Regions from separate parts of the Mus musculus genome. Here regions 1, 2, 3 and 5 are each linked to region 4. Evidence: chromatin contacts called from public HiChIP or PLAC-seq and promoter capture Hi-C data. All regions are on one chromosome and are shown on one strand. Each heading gives the region's core, a stretch centred on a gene start, on an enhancer-like site or on the middle of the called end of the contact. The rest is flanking DNA. Distances are from core to core; before and after follow the strand shown. Region 1 holds the start of Akr1b8 (aldo-keto reductase family 1, member B8). Region 2 holds the start of Nup205 (nucleoporin 205). Region 3 holds the start of Akr1b3 (aldo-keto reductase family 1, member B3 (aldose reductase)). Region 4 holds the start of Agbl3 (ATP/GTP binding protein-like 3). Region 5 overlaps Bpgm (2,3-bisphosphoglycerate mutase).

Region 1 (4,456 bases), core at 940-3,439, 430 kb after region 4:
AGGCATACGCGCAGTCGATATGGCGATACCCAGCGTCAATGGCCGCCTTCACAGCTTCTTTGACTTGGTTTGGGGGAGACTGAAAGGCAATAGAAAAGGCCATTGCAAAGGACACTCTTATACCAAAACCTTCCTCAACAGGCTCCACACAGCCCAATTTCGCCAAATCCCTGCAATGCTGGCGGGTGAGGGACTGGGGAAGAAAACAAACTTTTCAAAACAAGAAGAAAACCGTAATGTTCCCCCGTCCCGTGTTCTATCGGAGATAAAAGTCAGTTTCCATCTAATGTACCCGGTCTTAAAGGAGCTCTTGTTTCTGGGGTGACAGATGCCTGCCACTGCAAGTTGCTGAAAGCCAGACTTAACTCTGCAGTGACCCAGAGGACTTCAGCCCCAGACCGTGATAAGAATGTGAAGAATGGTTGTCTTATGGTAAATCCAGACTTGACCACACAGCAGCTGTGCTCAGGAATGAAGTACAATCGACTTTTTTTTTTAAAGCAGAAAGCCAAACTACTGGGTATGGTGGCCCGTGTATGTAGTCCCAGTATTTGAGAAACAGGAGGATTTTGAGTTTGAGGCTAGCTTGGGGCACATAGCTGTCCCCAAAATAAAACATAAATACGAAAAAGCCTTTCATCACCAAAACAACCAGCCGAACAAAAAACTACTCTTCTTTCACCAAATCTAGAAATATCTTGGTTAAGCATCAAACACAGAAAAGCTCCAGAGAGATAGCCTGCTTCCCTGGGATCAGAAGTGACCCCTAGCGGTTCAGAAGTACCTGGGCCTTCCAATAGAATCTTGCCTGCCAGCATTCCTTCAGATAAGAGCAGACTCTCCCTCTATGATACCACCTCCTTATCTTGACAACAACTCCCTTGTCAAGCGCTCGGTCTAATCTTTGGATTTCTGTGGGTTACTTCTGGTCAGAGTGCTTGACAGCTTGGTAGAAAGTGAAATGTCTAATTTGGAGCAAATTCGAGGTTTTAAACCCAGTGCTGAATCAAAGAGAGGCCCCACCTCTGTCCCATGATCAGAAGAAAAAGACAGTGCAAAGATCGAGAGACAGAGGCTAAGCGAGAGACAGAGGCTAAGCCACCAGGACAAGAGACTCGGACTCCAAAAACAACTCCTCCTGGAGGTGGCTCACACCTGTGATAACCTCTAGAAGCTGAGGCCGGAGGATTGCAAGTTCAAGGCCAACCCAAGCTATAGAATAAGTTCTAGGGCAGCCTAAACTGAAGTGTAACTCCCAGTCGCCAGAAATCAAATAGAGACAGCTCCTGGAAACTAGCTGACCACTGTCCTGTTATCACGAAAGGAAATAAACCCAAGGACAAAGTTAGGAGATGGAACAATGTCAGACTTGTCTCAACAGAAGTGGGAAGGGCCTTGGAGCATTCTTCCAGGAGAGCACACTGCCAGGCAGGATCTGAGCTCAGGCTCTGTCATCTTCCTGCTTAGTTTGATGTGCTCAGAAAATGGTGTAGTGTCTTGGTAAGGTGCAGGTGCCAGTAGCCTGTGCTAGGGTCTGAGACTCCACCTTTCCCCCAGGCTTCCAGGCCACAAGCTGCAGAGTCTTTCCCCCACCAAACAGAGCTAGGTCATTTGGAGCTTTTGGTGTCCTGCCACTGAATAACTCAGCCCTGGCTGTCCTGGAACTCACTCTGTAGACCAGGCTGGCCTCTGGCCTCAAATTCAGAAATTCGCCAGCCTCTACCTCCCAACTTCTGGGATTAAAGGCATGCACCACCACTGCCCTGCTTCAAACCAGCCAAAACTTATAAAACTTTAAGTGTCTCATGAGTTCAGAAGAAAGCTTGTTAAGAGGGTAACTGGCAAGTTCGGGAAAACTTGAAACCTGACACTTCACAGGGATATCTCTGCTGGAAAAAGTCTGTCAGAGCTTTGAGGTCTGAAACAGCACAAAAGGCAAAACCAACTTGTGTTCTGTCTCTAGGGTTCCAAACTCCCAGTAGATGTCATAAAAAGAAGAGGAAATGCCAAGACCAGGTGCCCAAGACTGCGCACTCACCTTCCAGGTGCCCAGGCCCACAATGGGCATCTTGGCTTTGGTACTGAGTTCCACGAACGTGGCCATGGTTGCTGCCAAAATCTTGCTGAGAGCAGATGTCTGTGTCCTTGTTAATGAGACAGATGGAGGCTTTAACGTCCTGGATGAAGAGGCCGGCTCTTACTGCAAGCGCCACGCCCAGACCCCTCCCGCCCCCGCCCCCCCTCCCGCAATGAACCGGAAGTTCATCCCAGTCTTTTGTAAGCTTTTAAGAGTGTGAGTAAAGATTAGTCATAAACCAGAGGGAAATCTCCCTGATGCAGAATATAAATTACTTTGTAGAGCTACTTAGAGGTGTATGAGCCTTAGGCGCATGGGGTGAAAGATCCTTCGAGCTATATTGCTAGCTATGTTTGGGTTTCCACAGTGTGTGGAGAATATGTATGGGTTTCCACAGTGTGTGGAGAACGGTGGAGCCTGTAGGTATTCCATGAGGTTGAGGCAAGTAAAAGTTTTCAGAGGCAAAATGGGAGGCTGCATAAATTATTTTGAGCTAACTGTTGCTGATCACAAAAGATCAATGACAGGGGCGCTTGCAGAGGAGGGGGGAGGGGAGAGAGGGGAGGGAACGGGAGAGGAGAGAGTGTTTTCTGACCCTCTTTTTGTTTGTTTGTTTGTTTAAGTTTTACTCATCTAATTGATGGAAGATTGTGAAAAGCAAATTTCCCCTGTTAACCACTAAGACCTTTCTTTGATAATATTCTTTCTCTCTCCCTCTCCCTCTCTCTCTCTCTATCCCCCCTCTCTCTGAATTTGAAATTTGACAAGTTGTCTAACTGTATAATTATAGTGAGCTTTTACATTTTTTTTGCTTACATTTAAAAACCAGACTTTTGTGATTATATTCTGTTTCACTAAGGACAGCATGAAAAAGAAAGATGCGAGCATAAACATCCTTTTCTGTCACTCGGATGCCATTGCCCGGTGCAGTTTCCTGGGCTCTTCTCAGCCTGTGTCAGCTTCTATGCACCGCACCACATTTTCCAAAGCTGACACCACAAGGCTAGCTTTTCTACACGTTTATAGTGAGTCATTTCAAAATTGCCTTTATGTTAAACATTTTAACGTTGCATTCTATTTTATGGTAATTTATTCTACCATTTCCACTATTCTTAGGTCTCTTGCTGATTTCCAGCTGGTTTCTATTGTGTATAAATAATATTTCAAGAAATATCATTGCAGTGAAGCATTGGGCCTCATTCCCTGGGGATAGATCTTTAGAAGTAGGAATATAGACTCAAATGAAGTTTATTTCAGTTTATCACACAAGGTATAGGTCAAAATTGATTTTTTTTCAAAATGGCAATTTTCAGTCATTTATAGAATAATACATTCTCACCTCCATGTTTATAGTTTTTCAAGAATCATATGTAAATGTTCTTGACTTTTACTTTATTGATATTATAAAACTAATGCATGTCCTCTAGAAAGAAAAACCAGAAAAATCAGAGTAAACAAAAGATTTTACGGGAGTTATAAGAGAATAAAAATTATCATTTTCCAATATTGAAATACTTATCAGCAATAACCTTGGGGTGTAACTGGAATACCTCACTGATTCAAGAAGTCCCAGATCATAGGAGCTCTGGTCTCCAAGGTGAGCCTAGGGCAGAAATAGCAAGCTCAGGATGGAAGCCCTGACCCACAGATGCCCAGGGACAGTGGCAGGTAGCCAGGTGTATGCCTAAGCCACCTTCAGTGTGTCTCCAGAACAGCACAGAGAGAGGAACTGAAATGTCTGGGGAAACTGACTGAAGGGGTTCACAGGCTGATTAGAAATATTTACAGTCAGCACTGTTAAAGTTGCAGTGTGCGTACAACTTAATGTTCTCAGGAGAGACTGAGCCACGATGTAGGCTCTACAGCTAAGGACATTGGTAATACGGGCAGTTTAGGAATGCTGACTGTAACTGAGGACCCAATAAATTAGTTCGGGGGGTGACAAACTTCAGGGAGATGTCACAACCAAGCAGAACTCATACCATGACATTTTTCATGCCCTCCTACCCCATTGAAATCCCATTGACACTTGGAAAGAGAAGACGCTAAATATAGGAGATTTTAGTCCATAAAGGGAAGTAAAACGGAAGCACAAGCGTCAACACCAAACTGGGTTGAAGAAGCTACGTTTATTTATTCTAAAAATGCAGCAAGCTCTCTCATATCGGCTCTCATGTTTGAGGGAATGTTGTAAGTCAAAAGCCAGAGTTCCTTGGGCTATCTATAACTCTCTTTACAGTCTACTTGTTTATCTGACCTAGTATCCAGACTTCTAGATAAAACTCTGGGTAGCTTGATTCACTTCTAGCAAGCAAAGGTCGGCCTCAGAATGGACAGAGCAGCATCTGACTCCCCCAGAAGGAGCCTGTGAGGTGCTGT
Region 2 (4,097 bases), core at 800-3,299, 400 kb before region 4:
TCTCATTTTTCTAGCCTTGGTGACTGCCATCCTAATTCTACTTTTTTTTTCTTTAGTTTAGCTACACTAAGTTAAATATCATTGTTGTGTGTAGAGTCTTGTGTCTGTTGAGTATCTCACTCAATGTCCTCAAAGATCATACATGTACATGTGACAGTACTGCCTTCTTTTTAAAACTGAGTAATATGGGCTGGTGAGATGGCTCACCGGGTAAGAGTACTGACTGCTCTCCCGAAGGTCCTGAGTTCAAATCCCAGCAACCACATGGTGGTTCACAACCACCCATAAAGAGATCTGACGCCCTCTTCTAGTGCAGATGAAGTCAGCTACAGTGTACTTATGTATATTAATAAATAAATCTTTAAAAAAAAAAAAAAAACTGAGTAATATTCCTTTGTGTGTTCATCATGTTTCGTTTATCCACTCACTCACTCATCATCCATTCATCTATGGATGCTTCAGTTCTTCCCAAAGGTGACAAAAAATAACTCTCTTGACTGACTCCTGGCTTTTTAAAATGCTTTCTTTTCTTGAGGCCAATCAAAGCTCTCCTGTACACACTATACTCCTGGGAGCTAGTGACAACTGTCAGTGGCTTGTGTTTAATGGTAACTCAGGATATTATATGCTATAAATGTATGTAACAGAACTATTACATGGAAGCCTGGCTTTTCAAAAAATCTAGTAGTGCATTTAATTTAACTACTTTGAGGGGGGACAAGCATGATGTAATGTCATAAAGTTGTGCTTAAAAGCATTAACTGGCTGGGCAGTGGTGGCGCATGCCTTTAATCCCAGCACTTGGGAGGCATAGGAAGGTGAATTTCTGAGTTTGAGGCCAGCCTGGTCTACAGAGTGAGTTCTAGGACAGTCAGGCCTTCACAGAGAAACCCTGGGGGGGGGGGGGGGGCGGGGAAGAAAAAAAAAGGCATTAACTGTTTAATTTTGGAGAAATTATGTAATCACTGGAAGTCTTTGCTTCCAAATTAAATCTGAGATATTTAATTGCATTACTCCAAATATATAAATGAAATACACACATACACCAGGTATAAAGGGATTCAACAATCAAGACTAACACTTGCTCCAGTGAGCAGACAATATGTTGTCAATACAACAGAAAACTTCATTTCTACAGAACAATTTACCATACCACTTCTGAGATGGTTTATGTACAAAACTCAGATTTAGGTAATTTTCAAAAAATACTGGTAAACTGGCAAGAACCAGTACCAAAAACAGTTTAAAAACAAAACAGTCCTGCTGAAAAAGATGGTCCGTAAACGTTTGCTATGTTGCCTCTTAATTGTACTCATGAATCGAGTGTCTAAAGCCGTGTTCAGGAGTGCCAGACCTCGTACGAAATGTTTGACATCTAAGTCCTCCCCACTAACGACCGGCACCGTGTTCCTGGAACCAGGACAAATCAAAACCCATCCACTTCTTCAAGCATCTCTGAGGGGTTCCAATTACCAAAGATGACCCCAGCCCCAGCTTTTTCACAGCGATGTCACCGTCCGCCGTGGCTGTGACAACGGTGCAGGGCGGCACGTGCTGAGCCCGTGGCACCGCCTCGCGGCTGGCAAGACCTCCTCACCCCCATGCCCCATGACCGGCCCACGGCCCCCTTCCAGACCAGCTTCCTTCCAGCCTCGCCTGGGTCCCACAGCCCGGGACTTGAGCCGTACCTCGGCGGTAGATGGCCTGCCTACACCTGAAGGATATTGGGGGGACGAAGCGGCTTCGGGGGCGCGCGCCTGGCTGCCCGGGACCCCGCCGCTCCGCCTCCCCTTCACACGCCCGTTTCGAGGGCCAAACTGTCGCCGCGCCGCGCGCCATTCAAACGGAGGCGGCGCGGGGCTGCAGGCCGGAGCGCGGCGAGAGCGGGCCCTGCGCACACGCTCGCGCCCGCACTGCCAACGGCCCGACTGCACCAGCGCTCCCCACTCGCCGGCCCCGCCCCCCGTGGGTCCCCGCGGGTCCCTCGCGGGCCCGCCGCGCTCACCCGAATTTACCGCCAACAGCGCCGCCATCTTGGAGGAGGACTGAGAGAGCGCTCCTGCCGCGGGGAGGACCCCGGGCCCGAGGGCCTGCCCGCGTCGACGCCTGAACACAAGGGCGTCCCCAGGGCCTCCGAGAACGCCATGCGAGGCTCGAGCGGGTGTGCACAAGGCTCCCCGCCCTGCTCTGGCCTAGGGCCATCGAGTCTAACTGCGACCATTACCGTTAAAACAAGCCGAGGGCAGCCGGTTCGGAGACTAGCTGTGCAATGCATCATGGGACCCGTAGTTTTATTTCGAGTGAGCCGTGCAGTTGACTAGTGTTCAAAAAAGGGAAATCAGTGAAACTGAAAAAGTTCTTGCTGGGCGTGGTGGCGCACGCCTTTAATCCCATCACTCGGGAGGCAGAGGCAGGCGGATTTCTAAGTTCAAGGCCAGCCTGGTCTACAAAGTGAGTTCCAGGACAACCAGGGCTATACAGGCTATATACCCTGTCTCAAAAAAAAAAAAAAAAAAAAAGAGAAAAAATTCTCATGACCTTCATTTCAAGTTAAATTTTATTTGAATAGCCATCCCCCTTACCTTAAGAGAGTAGAGTGAAGTGAGTAAGTGATTAAGGAATTTCTATTTAATAAGTATATTCTGTAGACATAATCACATTGTGCTTCGAAAATTACAGACAGGGCCTGGAGAGATGGTTCAGAGGTTAAGAGCACTGAGTGCTCTTCCAAAGGTCCTGAGTTCAAATCCCAGTAACCATGTGGTGGCTGACAACCATTTGTAATGAGATCTGACGCCCTCTTCTGGGATGTCTGAAGACAACTACAGTGTACTTACATATAATAAATAAATAAATCTTTGGAAAAAAAAAAGAAAATTACAGACAGCGACAAAATTTGAGTACTGCCTGCCTGACTTCAAAAGTGTCACCCATTTGCTTCCTCATCCCCAACATGTTGAGTCAAATTCGACATAAATTTCACAAACACCAAATGTTTTTTCTACCTAAGCAACCAAAACTACTAAACTTACTCGTTAAATTTAAAATTTGCTAGCCGGGCGTGGTGGCCCACGCCTTTAATCCCAGCACTTGGGAGGCAGAGGCAGGCAGATTTTCTGAGTTCTAGGCCAGCATGGTCTACAGAGTGAGTTCCAAGACAGCCAGGGCTATACAGAGAAACCCTGTCTCAAAAAAACAAAAAGAAGAAAGAAAGGAAAAACACGTTACAGAATAGAATGGAAGCGGGCTAGTGAGATAAGAACCTAAAAAGCCTACTAAGTAACTTCTACATACGTTAGAAGTACTAATTCTGTCTTAAGCTTTCATTAAGTCTACTGTAAAATATAATGATTTCTGTGAATGATTGATGTCAGTAGCGATCTGCTTGAAAGCTCTTCGCTTATATTTGGAAGCCTTCAATGGAGAGTTCTAAGCCAAGCACCTCTTTCACTAGCGACTGACCAGACTGCCCTTACAGCAGCCCTGCTATTCTGGAGAGTTTACAGACACCCTGGGGATATGCTCACATTTGCACAGCTGAAGACATGCTCCAGTCATGGTCACTCCACAGCCTGTACTAGCCTTTGAATGCACTGGAATTAGACTAGCCTAAGTGAACTCCCAGTGACCCTGTGACCATTTTCAAGCAGGCTATAGGAGGAGCACTCTTCCTGGTGTTCGATCATCAGAGGACTTGTGATTGGTACAGAATGTAATTCATTTGCATGAAGGATTGTGCTATGGTTGGTGCAAACAACCTTACCAAATACCCCTTCTGGTTATATAAGCAGGCTGTTTGGTTTTCTTTTCAAGTCAGCTGTGAGACACCCTTTTTGAACTGTCTCTGCTGTTACATCCTTAAAACCATTAAAAGGTTCTCTCAAAAAATAAAAATAAAAAAAAGGGTGGTGGTGGCTCATGCCTTTAATCCTAGCACTAGGCAGGCAGGTCTGTGTGAGTTTAAGGCTAGCCTGGTCTACAGAGTGAGTCCCAGGGCAGCCAGGGCTACATGGAGAAATCCTGTTTCAAAAATAAATGAAATGAAGTAAAATAAAATAATTATCTTTATAACAGAGCCCTGGATGTCCTGGACTAAC
Region 3 (4,404 bases), core at 115-2,614, 460 kb after region 4:
AAAGAGATGTGAGCTGCCACACAGAGCAAGAGCATCACTTCACAAGACATCAATCAGCTCTTTGTGTTTGGACCCAGGAGGTTCAAAAGGCAGAGAAGTCTCTATGCCAAGAGGGATTTCACAGAGGACAAGTGGTGGGCGTCAGGTCACCTGTTATCTTACACAAACCAAATCCCCAGAACTAGACTCAAATTCAAATACTATTAATTAGAGAAAAAGTACACCAGAATTTCCACATGCCACCAGTTGTGGGGATTGGTTTTGTTAATAAAACTCAAGTGGAAAATATCTGTTCTTTATAAATTTTCCCTGGGGTGGGAGTGGAGAAGTGCCACTTTTTAAGAGGGCACCGACTGGAAAATCACCAGAATGGGATTTAGAGAGGTGGGGTTCCTGACTCATTACCTTGCAGATGCAGTTGTCCCTGTTGCGTAATCAGGGGGCAACTGGAGCATGACCCAGCAGAAGGAGACTGGAATGAAACAGACCATCACTCAGAGGGGTGTTGGACGAGTGCCAAAATTGCCGTCATAGTTCTTGGGGCAACTCAGATTATTTTAGGAAAAGTCTTTTGTTTTTCTACCTAATACAACTGATTTATTTCGTACCCCCTAACATGGAATCATTGCTGTATGAGAATGGACTTTTCCTACTATGGGATTGTTCACTTTTTTGTTCTCTGACTTTTCACTTTTCCTCCAGAGTTTAGCCAACTTATTATACTGGAACCTTCCGCTTAAGAGTCTTACTTTCCAAAATCACTTATGTGTGATCCAGAGATGAAACTTATGGGAGATCATAGCTTAACGGTTATGGATTTTTGCATCAAGTCTTGTTGAACCAGACTAAACATGTTCAGACACCGGTAGTGGTAGAAAGGTACTACAAACGGGTATTTCGTAGTTCTCTGCAAAACCGGTTGCAATCATTTTAATAGCGGGGATGGGAGTGCTTAAGTACACCTGAAATTTAACTTTTAATCTAAGGGGGGGGGGGAACGCTCTTAAATACACCTGACGCCTATCTGCTCCATCAGATTCAAAGCAAGATGTGTAAGATTCCAGAAGAGTGTCATTCTGAGATTAGAAAAGACACAGACGTCTTCTTCTGGGCTCGAAAACGAAACCAAAACTTCTCCCCAGTCTCCTTATCTCTAGTCTGCTGGTTATTTTCAGAGCTTTCCGTCTGGTGCTACAACAGCGGGCAAACACTGCCACGTGGGGCGCAAGCAGAGCAGCTGGAGAATTCCGTGCCGCTAGGACCTAGGGAAAGAAGCATCCTCGCCGACCCCTTCAGAACCGCGGCATCGACCAATCAGAAGGATCCGTCTCTCAGCCGTGCAACCAATGGCAGGCGTTCTTTCTACAGGCCGTTGGGGCTATTTAAAGGTGCGCGCCCGAGCCAGCGCTGCACATTTGCCGGTCCGGGTTTGTAACGTGCAGCGATCATGGCCAGCCATCTGGAACTCAACAACGGCACCAAGATGCCCACCCTGGGCCTGGGCACCTGGAAGGTAGGCATGCATCAGGGTGCGACCCGCCGCCCGCTGGGTGACCCTGAGCGGCCTGCGCGGAGCGGGGCTCGCGTGGCGGGGCCTGTGAGCGTATCTGGCTGCGGCCCGGCGTGTGGGGCTTCGGGCGAGCAGCGCTCGAGTCCGCGTGGGCGCCCCAGGTGGAGACACACCCACGGTGACCCGGGTGAGAGGGATTGAAGCAGAGCCCTAGATTTGTCATCTGGCACCTGTGGCGCCCCAGCCTCACGAGTGAATTGACCTCACTTGGCGCAGATGTTGCCCTCTCGGGAATGAGCCACTTGGGCCAATGGGCCTGAGATAATTAAATTAGCAGGCGAGAGCTTGCCAGGAACCAGCTTGTTTCTCTGTCCTCTAAGTCTCTGAGTGCAGTTCTTAATGGGTGCGGAACTCCTGGAGAATTAATCTGACTTCCGCGTTGCTGGGTGCCACCCACTAATAAGAAGACTTCAGGCGAGATATCCCCAAAACCTCAACACAACACAGCAGAGTTGAGAAGAGGGCCAGATACATCATAGTGAAATACAAAAAGAAAGAACCGATATTTAAAAACCAAAAATTATAACTGATTTGATTATTTGGCAACTAAGGAACCAATTTTTGGTGTTATTGCTGAAGCAGAAAAACCTAGCTCTTAAGCTACTTGCAGGGTAGTTGTATTATATATTATAGACCGATGCTGTGACCTCGATCTTTAAGAACCTTGAGTATGGTGGACCTGGGCACTTAGACACAGTGAAGGTAAGAGAAAATCAGGTAGGGTTGAATTTAAATGGTTTGAAACCAGACAGAGTCTGTTTCTACCCAAACTACAGTTAAAACAACGGGTAATGCAAATGGAGAATAAGAAACAGGTCATAGACTTGTCTTTCTCAGAACGTGTATCTAAGCCAGTAGATTAGCAAGTGCGGCTTTTGTTTCCTTACAGAGGGTCCTTGGTGACTGCAAAGGTATGATTGAATTACAACCGTGATACCAGGTTGAATTCGGTGTGGTGGAATGATAAGAAAGACGGTTTCCCTGCCATAGCAAACACAGCTACTGGACACAGCACACACAGGCACATGTAACTACAGTAGTTTTATAATACATGACCCAAATTATGGGTAGGATGATGATACTTTAATTCTGTCCCATTTCTCCAAAAACCAAGCTCATCGCTTTAGAAAAATCGTCTCATGGGCCAGCATTTTGAGATCAGTTCTGAGATAAATAAGGAGTAAGCATTCATAAGCCAGTGGCTAGAGCGCATGTGACAGCCTCAGAGAGCTGGGTGTTTGTTTAAAATAACATACATTTGTATGTATAGATCGTTTTGGTTTCTTCTCAGACATTTCTGTTACTTCCCACTGTGCCTGGATCTCAGAATGGATCCAAAAGTCATGTTGAGTTAGGTGGAGGTGAAGAAAATGTCCGCCTGTGTCTCGGGGCCCGGGGAGGTTGGGGTAGAGAGTGTGGAGGGACAAAGGGTAGCAATGGACATGAGGACAGTCCAGACTTCCAGATTTCCCTTCCTTGCATATGTGATGACACAGTATAGTATAGTCACTGTGATGGTCACAGAGGGTGTGTGGATGCGGTTTCTTGTTCTCATGGAACCACATCTGTGTCTATGTGGTACCCCACAAATCACAACAGGACTCTGACAGTCTGTATGATCCACTCTTCGCTTGAGGGAGTCCGTTTCTCCTGGAAGGTGAGGATTTCAGGCAGTTAGGAGGCACTTTTCCTTGCATCGAGTTTCTTCCTGGCTAGCTTGCCTGCCCTCGGGATCCTAAATGCACGCTAAATATACAGTAAGTATTGTATTAAAATACTGTTTTAAGTGTTGTATGGTCAGGAGGCCTTTGAGGCAGAGCTGACCGGATAGAGATCAGGTCCTTTTACTGATAGTGTTTTGACCTGGTTGAAAATCTTCAGAGGACCTGGCCATTGCCTCTTCTACACATAGGCTCGGACTGTTGCTAGGGATGGAGGGAGGGACAGCTGTGTTCTCGGACTTTTTCCAGTTAACGCCCTCTGTGCCTCAAGACCATGAGTCTTTTGAGGTGAAATTTTTTTTTGGCCTAATTGTACCCCAATCAGATTTTGATATCTCAGATAAAACTATCTATGTGCACGTGCCCTATATCCCTTTCACAGGGTCACATGGCATTCTTAAGCTGTGACAGGTTTTCATTGTTTGCTTTTTCAAGTCCAATTTTTGCATCTCTTCTTAGAAGAAAACTGCACAAGGGTCTTCCTGCCTCTTCCTGAGTTAAAGCAAGCATCACGGGCAGTCCTCTATCCTGTGGTCTGGGAGAAGTGCGGTGGTCATTGAAGTAGGAGTTTGGTTTCCTGGTTGCCTGCCTGACCAGGCTACACTGGTCAACCTTTCCATCCTTAAGATCAAAGATCATCAAATCTTGCCTCTGCAGGGCCAGCCCTGAATCTACATCTCTATGGAGTGGAGATGTCTTAAAATTAGGACAGCTTTATTGCTTGATTACAGTAGAACAAGTTTTATTAGTGTTGCTGCTAAACTAGGATATGGGCTTTCAGTGTCCTAAGGCTGGGGAAGGGGTCATTCTTGAGGGTTCAGTCTTCCTCTCTTGGAATTACTGTTTAAATTCTTGAGCTGTAAGATAAACATACACCATCCAAACAAGTGAGGTTAGTTTCTCTGAATCCAACAATGGGAAGCGCTCTTTGTTGTGACTCTGGGTAGGATGATCCTGTGTGGGGAAGGAAGCCCATGGAAGGAGTGTTTTCTCTTGACCTGCAGTCCAGCCTTTATCTGTCTTTGTCTTCCCATGAAAACATTGCACAGATTTTTCCCCCCCTGTGGATTTTGGTTTGGTGACAGTTGTTCCACAACATTGCTTAGTGTAGTC
Region 4 (4,163 bases), core at 344-2,843:
GTCCAATTGTATTTAATTAAGAGTGACAGATCTCTGAAAACTAAACTAGTAAGGATACAGGAAATTAATTTCAAATTCAAAGATTTTACAAAACTATCCGTTACTACAAAGCAAGCTTCCTAAACAGATATCCAATACCAGATGTTCAGTCCTACAAAGAATATACACATAAGCAATATTCAATAGGCTTCTGCAAGTTGCATTTATATATTTATTTAAACACACAATGATAATAAATAGCAAAAGAGGATATGTATCTGAGAGGGTTGGAAGGGGGATAAATGATGTAATTATATTTTAATTAAATAAAAAATTTAAGATGATGAGTGGATATGGAATGGGGGTGTGAATTTTAGAAGAGATGAAGGGGGATATATTTATAACCTGTCAGTATGTTTTATGAACAAAAATAAAACTTAAAAAATCTGTTGAAACAAGAGAGACAAATCACGTAAATAATTTAGTTGAAAAACTTCCACAGTATATAGCCAGGCCATTTACATTTTATATTCATAACTAAACACTACACTGCAATAGTAAATGGGGATTGTCTTCACGCATTAAAAAGTACACAAGAAAAGTTATAATTATTCAGACAATAAAATGTAGCAATAGTGTAAAAACTTTCCCCTTTCTCTTGAACTTTCAGTTGACCCGAGCTTCAGTGTGTATAACTTAAGTTTCTCTTTAACCGTGATCATTACTGTATATTTAACTTTTAAAGCCAATGACACCATTTGTATTGGAATAGCTACCAGAAGGTCCGGCTGGAGATGACCACTGTTGCTTCTAGGCAAGCCTGAAATTGGCATTTTACTAAAATGACATTTTCCTCCTGCTACACATGCCAGTGATTGTGCCTTTGGGGATAATACAGTTTTAGGTATACGTTTCCTCTTTTCTTATTTGCAATGAAATCATCCTTGCCAAGCTTTTACACTTTGGAGGACACCAAAAGAATTTACCAATTTCACAACTACTGGTGTTTGGTTCTCTCTAAAAGCGAGCCTTTTGACCACCGCCGACAAACACCTTCTCAGCCCCCGGTTGACGTCTACAGACGAGCGCGTTCGGGGGCGCGGACGGCGCGGAAGGCCTCGCGAAGCTTCATCATAAACGCCAACTGCAGTCGAGAGAGCGGTTTCTAGGTGACATCTCGGGGCGGAGACCGAAGCTTCAGCCCCGGATGACGGCTCGAAATTACGACAACCCGCCGGGACGCCCGGCGGCAGCTCCTTACGTGCGCGGACGAGGCGTGCAGGCGCTAGGCGCCGGAAGCCCGCGGACGCCGGTCCGCGCCCGAAGCGGCGAGCGGGGGGCGTGCGGCCGCGCCAGGCCTTCTCTCGGGGCGGGACCCGCGCGGAGCCTCCTCACTCACGCGGGCCCCGCGCCGTCCCGCGCCGAGGGCCGCATTTCCCCCGCTCCCCGCTGCCTAAGCGGCGCGTCCGCCGCCCGCCTCGTTCCCTGGGCCTCTTCAAGTCCGCCGGTCGTCCCACCCCTGCCGGGAGAATACTTTAGGATGTCCCCCAGGCACCGGGCGACGACAGGGTCAGAGCAAATGCCATCGAAATTCAGCGGTCGCTGAGAGAGCAGGCCGCTTGTTGCCAGGGCAACGGCTGTACTCTCGCGAGACTTTGGGGAGCTTTAGTGATTTCTTCCTAGGGACAGCTGTGAAGGTGGTGAGGTTTTTGGCGGGAGACATTGATGCTAGGGGATGATGGGAACTCCTGGCTTGGCTTATGGTATGGACCGGTTTGAGCATTGCAGGAGGGAGAGTTTAGCACTGGGGAAGATGCGACTGCAGTTTGTTCTGAGTGACTATAACTTGTTTGCTAGGTGCCTGCGCTGAGAAGGCAGTAGAACATACAGTTTAAGGCTTGTGTCTAGAGCCCCCCTTGACTTTTAACAACCTGATGACCACGGGCAAGTTAATTTTCTGAACTGAACCTTATTAATAAAAATGAACTAATTTATTTGAAGTTAAAAGGTTGAGTTCTATTTTGCACAATTATAATTCATTCTTATTCTGGAAGTGAGACTTAAAATACTTGATTTGGAGGAGTCATGGTTATATGTATAAGGGTAAATTCTCAAAAATTTCATCAGCTTAGAAATTCTTTGTTAGCCAACACTTTCACAAAGCAAATCTCCCACCTTGCCTTATTTAAGTCAATAAGACCCCCACAGCAGTCTTAGGATCTGTGTTTGTGTGTGTATATTTAACCCTGATTTGTTGGTCACTTTTCACTTTGGTGGATAATACAGTTGGAACAGTTTTCCAAGTAAAGTTAATAAAAGAAAAACCCATATAGACAAAAAGAATGAGGAGGTGTTCAGTGCCCTCATGGTTCGCATTAAGCGCTTCAGTTTCAGCATGGAAATGGGTTAGCATCTCTAGATTTGTTAACTTTCTGGGAATGTGTTTGTGTCAGACCTTGAGACTTTCTGTTTCTTTGGGCATTGGCCTGAGGAAATGAAGTGTGCCATTGATCACACTTGTTTGAAAACTAGTCTTCATAGTTAGTTGTGCTTGGTTTTATGCCATGTGTATATCACTAACGGAGACAATGCTCAGAGACTCTCTGGTTTGAGGGTATCCTCAAAGCTCCAGTACCGAAATTTACTTGCTCCTGTGGATATGTAAGAACAGAAACATAACCCTACTTCTGTTTATATGTGGGGCCGTTCAGGGGTAAGTAAGATGAATGAGACCATCGGCGTGGAGTTCTCATAATTAAAACTTAGTGGCTCTATAGGACAACAGAGGGCACCCACTCCCAGTTTCTGCTAAGGGGTACCATTTGGTCACTTGGGACTCTCTGCCTGCAAGTCCGTCACCAAATGTGTTCCCTTGGCTTGTACCACTAGAATCACAGTCAAGCTAGACTTTTCTTAAAACATCCCCCGCTGGTGGTATTGTGCTGTTGGACAGTAAATAGGGTAAGCCAGTTTGTTTTATATGGAATCTATTGTTTTTTGTTGTTGTTGTTGTTGTTGTTGTTTTGTTTCTCTTTACTCATGGATAAAGGCTATAGGCTGTCAGGTTCACAAGATGGAGCTCCAAGAAACATCCCAGCCAGATAGGGAAGAGGCAAAGATAGGACTTAAATCATGTATGTATGTATGTATGTATGTATGTATGTATATTCAGCCCAACTATGCACATTAACATATGTCAACAAATATTTATAGAGAATGCTATTAGTGCATAAGAGAATTACTTAGAAATTCTCAAAGCTTTGAAAAGTCACATTCATTCATTACTCACCTGACCTTTACGGGTTAGTTTTACATCAGAGACTATTGACCGTGAAAGGCCATTGCAGAGTTTTTTAATGGGGATTACATCCTAATGGGAGAAGACAATAATAGAACCAGGCAGATGAAAGTTGCTATGGAGGGAAAGAAAGCTTAGCAGTGCTGGGGTCGAGTAGCTTGGCAGCGTAGTTCTTTAATGTGAGGTGGCTAGGGAAGCCCTCTGCCCAGGTAGCATTTGAACAAGAGACTAAACCTCGTGGTTGACTAGAGAAGACCTCGCTGGTGCAAGTGCTGAGGCCAGGAGAGACATGCTGGCTGTGGTTAGTGTCACTTTAAAGACACATCATATGGAATCCCCTCTCCTCCAGCTAAAGTTAAAATCGCCTTAGAAGCATTTGCTTTAAAACATTTTAAAGTTTTAGAACATTGTTTGTATTGCATTTATAGGGGCATGCATGCTACAGTTCATGTGGAGCTCAGAAGACAACCAGTAGTACTAAGCCCACTCTTCCTTTACCTGGACTCTGGGAATTGAACTCGGGTTGTTCTGCCTGCATATATGTCTTCAGACCAGAAGAGGGCACTAGATCTCATTACAGATGATTATGAGCCACCACGTGATGGTTGGGAATTGAACTCAGGACCTCTGGAAGAGTAGACAATACGCTTAACCTCTAAGCCATCTCTCCAACGTCCATGGGCTTTCCACTTTTAATTAAGTTTTTTTTTTAATTTTGATTTTAGACGGGAGCACACACTGGAAATTGAATTCTTTGTTCTTAAGTTAAAATGATAATAAAGCCTGGAGTAAAGTTCTCAAAGATGGGCCCATTGGACACGCAAACTTTATATGCCCCAGTACAGGGGAACACCAGGGCCAAAAAGGGGGAGTGGGTGGGTAGGGG
Region 5 (3,933 bases), core at 467-2,966, 280 kb after region 4:
TTAATCCCAGCCCTCAGGAGGCAGACGCAGACGGATTTCTGAGTTTGAGGCCAGCCTGGTCTACAAAGTGAGTTCCAGGACAGCCAGGGCTATACAGAGAAACCCTGTCTCGGAAAACTGAAAAAAAAAAAAAAGAAGAAGAAGAAGAAGAAGAAGAAGAAAAAAAGAAAGTCAACCTGCCGGCACTCCCTCTAAGTCATGGTAACAAACTAGAACACAGGACACTGTACTTCAACCACAATGCCCCACCCAACACCTCTGGGAGAAGCACTTGAACAAATCCTGGCTTCTGCCAGAATGAGAACTCTGCTCTGTGACTCCAGCTCTCCGGGCAGTGCCTCACCATCCTTACAAGAATATAACTGGAATCTGTGCATCTGTGAGCAGTGCTTTCGAAGGTTGCCTGCTAGGAGGCACAAAACATGGAGCTATATGGTCCGTCAGATACATTAGGTATGTCACCACTGGATCCACCAAGAATGCACTTTTTACATGGGATTGCAGGTTATAAGGAATAAAGGTTAAAGATTCCCCAGCAACAGGCTTTTGCATGAGAGCACTCCAAGGAAGGTCATATCAGATGTGCATTTTTGGGTGACATTTCTGAAAGATCAGAAGGGGCACATAGGATCCACCATAGGCAGGACCTTGTGTGTCTCACTCATTCATGTGTACTCTAGCTCCTGGGCCAAAAGCAGGACTTGAATCACTGGGCCCTGGGCATACAGTTGAACTGAGTGAATTCTAACTTTCTTGGCTTTCAAGTCTAGTCTTTATTGTTGAAGCCTTGATTAAAGACTTTTCTCATTATGAACTGAGCAAGAAACGAGGTGTGGGAGGTGCATTTAAACAGTTCTTAGCCTGGAACAAAAAAGTTGTTTATACCTAGTGCTAATCAAGCAAACTGCACAAATCTGTTCTGTGTGTTCTTTGGCTTTTCTCTAAAATGCCTACAAATCTTTTAGCAGCAGGAAATGGGGAAAAGCAGCACTCAGGGACACAGGAGGAGTTGCTACAGGACGAAAGGAAAGCCCATATTTTAGGATTAAAAACAAAAAAGCAAAAACACCACCCAGCTTCAGTGAATCTGGTGGCAGCCAACTGTGAGACCCCCACCCACCCCTCTTTGTCCCCACTGGACCTATGGGACAACGACGCTGTGTATTCTTCTATTATCAGTAAGGGCTGAAAGAAGAGACTGTCCATTACAGGTGACCATACAAGTAAATTTAATTTTAGACTTCTAAATTTTTAGTTTCACATACATACAATTAAAAGATAGCCTGGGGAAACCAAAGAAAACAGGGTATTAAATTACCCTGTAACCTGATGGCAGGGTAATAGCTGCTGCTTTAAAATTAAGCAAGAGAGAGATGAATTCACCTTTCAGTTTTAGTTAACTTTTCATTCACTATAATTTACCAAATTTATTCACTTAAATCACTTATAATTTAAATAATGTATTCAAATAATTATAATTTAATTTGTTTAGTTAAATTACAGTTAAAATCTTACGCTATTTAAGAATAAAGGCTACTATAGATTTTGTAGGCTTGCATAAAAGCTAGCTCAGCTCTACCACTAAGCAATTATTTGTCTCCCAGGAAAGAGGGCTTGAACTCCATGATTCTGAAAATATCCTACTAAATGCCAAAGGTGACAAACACCTCAGCCGCCATTGGCAGCCAGCTCTAGCTGACCTTTCCTCTCATTTCTCTCATTTCACGTCACCTTGTGTCTGACTTGCTGTGTGTGCAGCTGTGTACACTTCTCCAGGGACAGAGTCCAAGTCTTATACAAATTTCTTGCCGCCACTCTTTATCCCTGTCTTGCATCTGCCTGATCCTGTGCTTAAACCAGACTAAACAATCTACTTCCTCTGGCAAGGTACAGACCACATCCAACACTCAGTTAGGTACTCGGCTTTTCCTTCAGTGTGGACCAGCAGGAAACAAACAGGAAGCAACTATGCCAACCACAAGAAAAAGAAACACACGCCTGTCTGGAACTGTGCACAACAGGTTGCTTTTAGCTCTCCCGCGGGCATTCAAAGTTCTCTTGCAGCGTTGTGAGAAGCACAACTGTCAGGGGCGAGATCGGCTTTAACCTGGACTTACTGACAAGATTGTAGGCAATTATTTATGGTTCTGAAAACCAGTGAAGCAGTCCCTGGGGGAATTTTCTTACTGTATAGTATCCCATGCCTTGTTTGTCTTCTGAAAATATTAAGCATTCTCAGATTACACGTAAATCGATCTCTAATAGAAATACGTTACTAGGCAGGTTACAGACCAGGCTCAGCAGACAGGGAGCCTGTCAGAGATGCTGCCACGAGGCTCCTAAAGTGGTGATCCTCGGGTAAGAATGTTAGCTAACTTCCAACCAGTAACATTGTCTTCAACTGTATTGCTCACACACATTGACTCCAAGAGGTCCATAACCTACTTCTAGCCTTACTAGATGATGTTAGAAGCACACAGATGGGTATGGGTGTGTGTGCGTGTGTGTGTGTGTGTGTGTGTGTGTACAAGTGGAAAGAGCAGATGAAAGCATAAGGCTATAGAATACAGTGACAAATAAGAGGTCATCAGTCTGGGATTGAAAAGCCATCAGAAGGCTTCACAACCTGTATAAGTAACACTGGCAAGGCTAACAAAATACACGGTCAGGCTAGGGTGCAGCTCAGTGGCAGGGCACTGGTCTGGAAGGTGTGAGCTCCTTGGGTCAATCCCCAGCACCATAAAAATAAAAATACACACAAACTCTTCCAGCATCTTCGGTGTAACATCTCATGAAGCAGAACTTTGAAGGGTGGCCCTGGCCTGCTGATGGCTTAGGCACTGAAGAGAGTCGGCACCACACAGCTCCAGAAGACTGAAAAGGCCGTAACAATGCCCACTCGAGTTTTCAAGACACAGGGAGGTGTGTTCATCTAATTCCACTGTGTGTATGTGGAGAGAGCAGATGGAAGCACATGGCTATAGAATACGGTGGCAAATAGGGGTCCTGGGATTGAATCCCACTCAGACGATCACTCTGTGGAACACAAACTAAGGTCCCGATTAAGGGCACTTCACTTACTGACTACACTGAATGAAGCCGGTCTCTTCTGAGGCACCATTTTCACTACATTAACACTAAAGCACCTGCCAGCCAGCTCCGTTAAGCTTCGTCTATAAAGGTGTAGGCACCTGCAGTGACGATGCCCAAGAGCCTAGCATCCCCTGACCCCGAGTCGCCTTGCAGACATGCAGCCTGCCTCTGCCACTCAGCTCTGCTTGGACCTTGTAGCTTGGTTCGCTCCCACGTGCCACATGCGTGGGCCGAGGCGGTACGCAGCATTCTCTGCTGAGGTTTCTTCACCTAGCATGCTGTGACGGATTCATCCACGGTACTGGGGTGTGAAAAAGCTTGCTTGTTTTAACTAAAGCTTCTGTCAAGCCTCCTGATCAGTGATTGATCCCATGAAATAAAGAAATAGGATTTGGAGACAGTAAACAACAGAGTAAAACCCAATATTGAGCTACTGCTCTCCAGAGAGCTAAAGGCCACACTCAGGTTTCTACATGAAACAAGATATCTGTGCAAAATGTCTAGGACTATGCTTGGCAGGAAGCATGAGCTCCACAAACAGCCTCTTTGTACAGCTGTGCCAGGGAGTGCCACTCACAGGCCACAGTGTTACAATGGCGGCAATAACGAAAGACTCATTTCCCCCAGGGAGTGCCATTCGCGGGCCACAGTGTTACAGTGGCGGTAATAATTAAAGACTCATTTCCTTGTATTAAGTTACCTTTTTAAAAACTGGTCGACCTGCTAGGGATGCTCTTGACTCCGCTGCTTACACTGTAATGTTCTGAAGAAAGAATAAGCAAGGAAAAGAGCCATTCTTCAGGGGGAAAACTTAAAATGAAAAAACTCCTGCTTGCAATC

What was found. Promoter capture Hi-C pulls out the DNA fragments that hold promoters and counts their contacts. HiChIP or PLAC-seq counts read pairs in DNA pulled down with a chosen protein or histone mark.
Region 1: a contact with region 4 is called in a promoter capture Hi-C map of liver, with 5 times the contacts expected there. The contact joins the promoter of Akr1b8 here to the promoter of Agbl3 in region 4. A contact is called at or near these places in 16 of 39 promoter capture datasets (the 3T3-L1 cell line, 3T3-L1-derived adipocytes, the HPC-7 cell line and 10 more), 5 of 115 datasets of contacts at active chromatin or transcription factors (bone marrow-derived macrophages, embryonic stem cells, extraembryonic endoderm stem cells and 2 more) and 2 of 9 other capture datasets (macrophages and pancreatic islet).
Region 2: a contact with region 4 is called in a promoter capture Hi-C map of pre-B cells, with 4 times the contacts expected there. The contact joins the promoter of Nup205 here to the promoter of Agbl3 in region 4. A contact is called at or near these places in 3 of 39 promoter capture datasets (hippocampal neurons, liver and pre-B cells), 4 of 484 Hi-C or Micro-C datasets (embryonic stem cells, pre-B cells and regulatory T cells) and 2 of 115 datasets of contacts at active chromatin or transcription factors (memory CD8 T cells and pancreatic cancer cells).
Region 3: a contact with region 4 is called in a promoter capture Hi-C map of pre-B cells, with 9 times the contacts expected there. The contact joins the promoter of Akr1b3 here to the promoter of Agbl3 in region 4. A contact is called at or near these places in 12 of 39 promoter capture datasets (the HPC-7 cell line, cranial neural crest, embryonic stem cells and 7 more), 5 of 484 Hi-C or Micro-C datasets (the C2C12 cell line, CD4 T cells, centroblasts and 2 more), 11 of 115 datasets of contacts at active chromatin or transcription factors (acute myeloid leukemia, astrocytes, bone marrow-derived macrophages and 6 more) and 4 of 9 other capture datasets (adipose tissue, embryonic stem cells, liver and 1 more).
Region 5: an HNF4G HiChIP or PLAC-seq map of pancreatic cancer cells shows a contact between it and region 4. The contact joins the enhancer-like site here to the promoter of Agbl3 in region 4. A contact is called at or near these places in 9 of 39 promoter capture datasets (the HPC-7 cell line, Sertoli cells, cranial neural crest and 5 more), 14 of 484 Hi-C or Micro-C datasets (the 3T3-L1 cell line, 3T3-L1-derived adipocytes, CD4 T cells and 11 more), 9 of 115 datasets of contacts at active chromatin or transcription factors (DN3 thymocytes, T-cell acute lymphoblastic leukemia, effector CD8 T cells and 6 more) and 4 of 9 other capture datasets (adipose tissue, embryonic stem cells, liver and 1 more).

What each region holds. Positions count from the first base shown.
Region 1 is chr6:34,351,879-34,356,334 of GRCm38.p6, reverse strand. It overlaps Akr1b8 (aldo-keto reductase family 1, member B8), which reads right to left and starts at 2,189. Exons shown (of 10, transcript NM_008012.2): 1 at 2,039-2,189; 2 at 1-79. The coding sequence starts at 2,104.
Region 2 is chr6:35,175,568-35,179,664 of GRCm38.p6, reverse strand. It overlaps Nup205 (nucleoporin 205), which reads right to left and starts at 2,049. Exons shown (of 43, transcript NM_027513.1): 1 at 2,006-2,049. The coding sequence starts at 2,033.
Region 3 is chr6:34,314,449-34,318,852 of GRCm38.p6, reverse strand. Akr1b3 (aldo-keto reductase family 1, member B3 (aldose reductase)) reads left to right here and starts at 1,364. Exons shown (of 10, transcript NM_009658.3): 1 at 1,364-1,513. The coding sequence starts at 1,448.
Region 4 is chr6:34,777,862-34,782,024 of GRCm38.p6, reverse strand. It overlaps Agbl3 (ATP/GTP binding protein-like 3), which reads right to left and starts at 1,593. Exons shown (of 20, transcript NM_001289656.1): 1 at 966-1,593.
Region 5 is chr6:34,493,259-34,497,191 of GRCm38.p6, reverse strand. The region is part of intron 2 of Bpgm (2,3-bisphosphoglycerate mutase); the gene reads right to left. Among named protein-coding and RNA genes, the nearest start is that of Gm52898, 17 kb to the left of the region's middle. Within about 2 kb of position 1,716, at least 68 of the 459 cell types and tissues checked have an H3K27ac peak or open chromatin away from gene starts, as enhancers often do. A contact at or near this core is called in DN3 thymocytes, the HPC-7 cell line, effector CD8 T cells and 4 more, where this site is marked.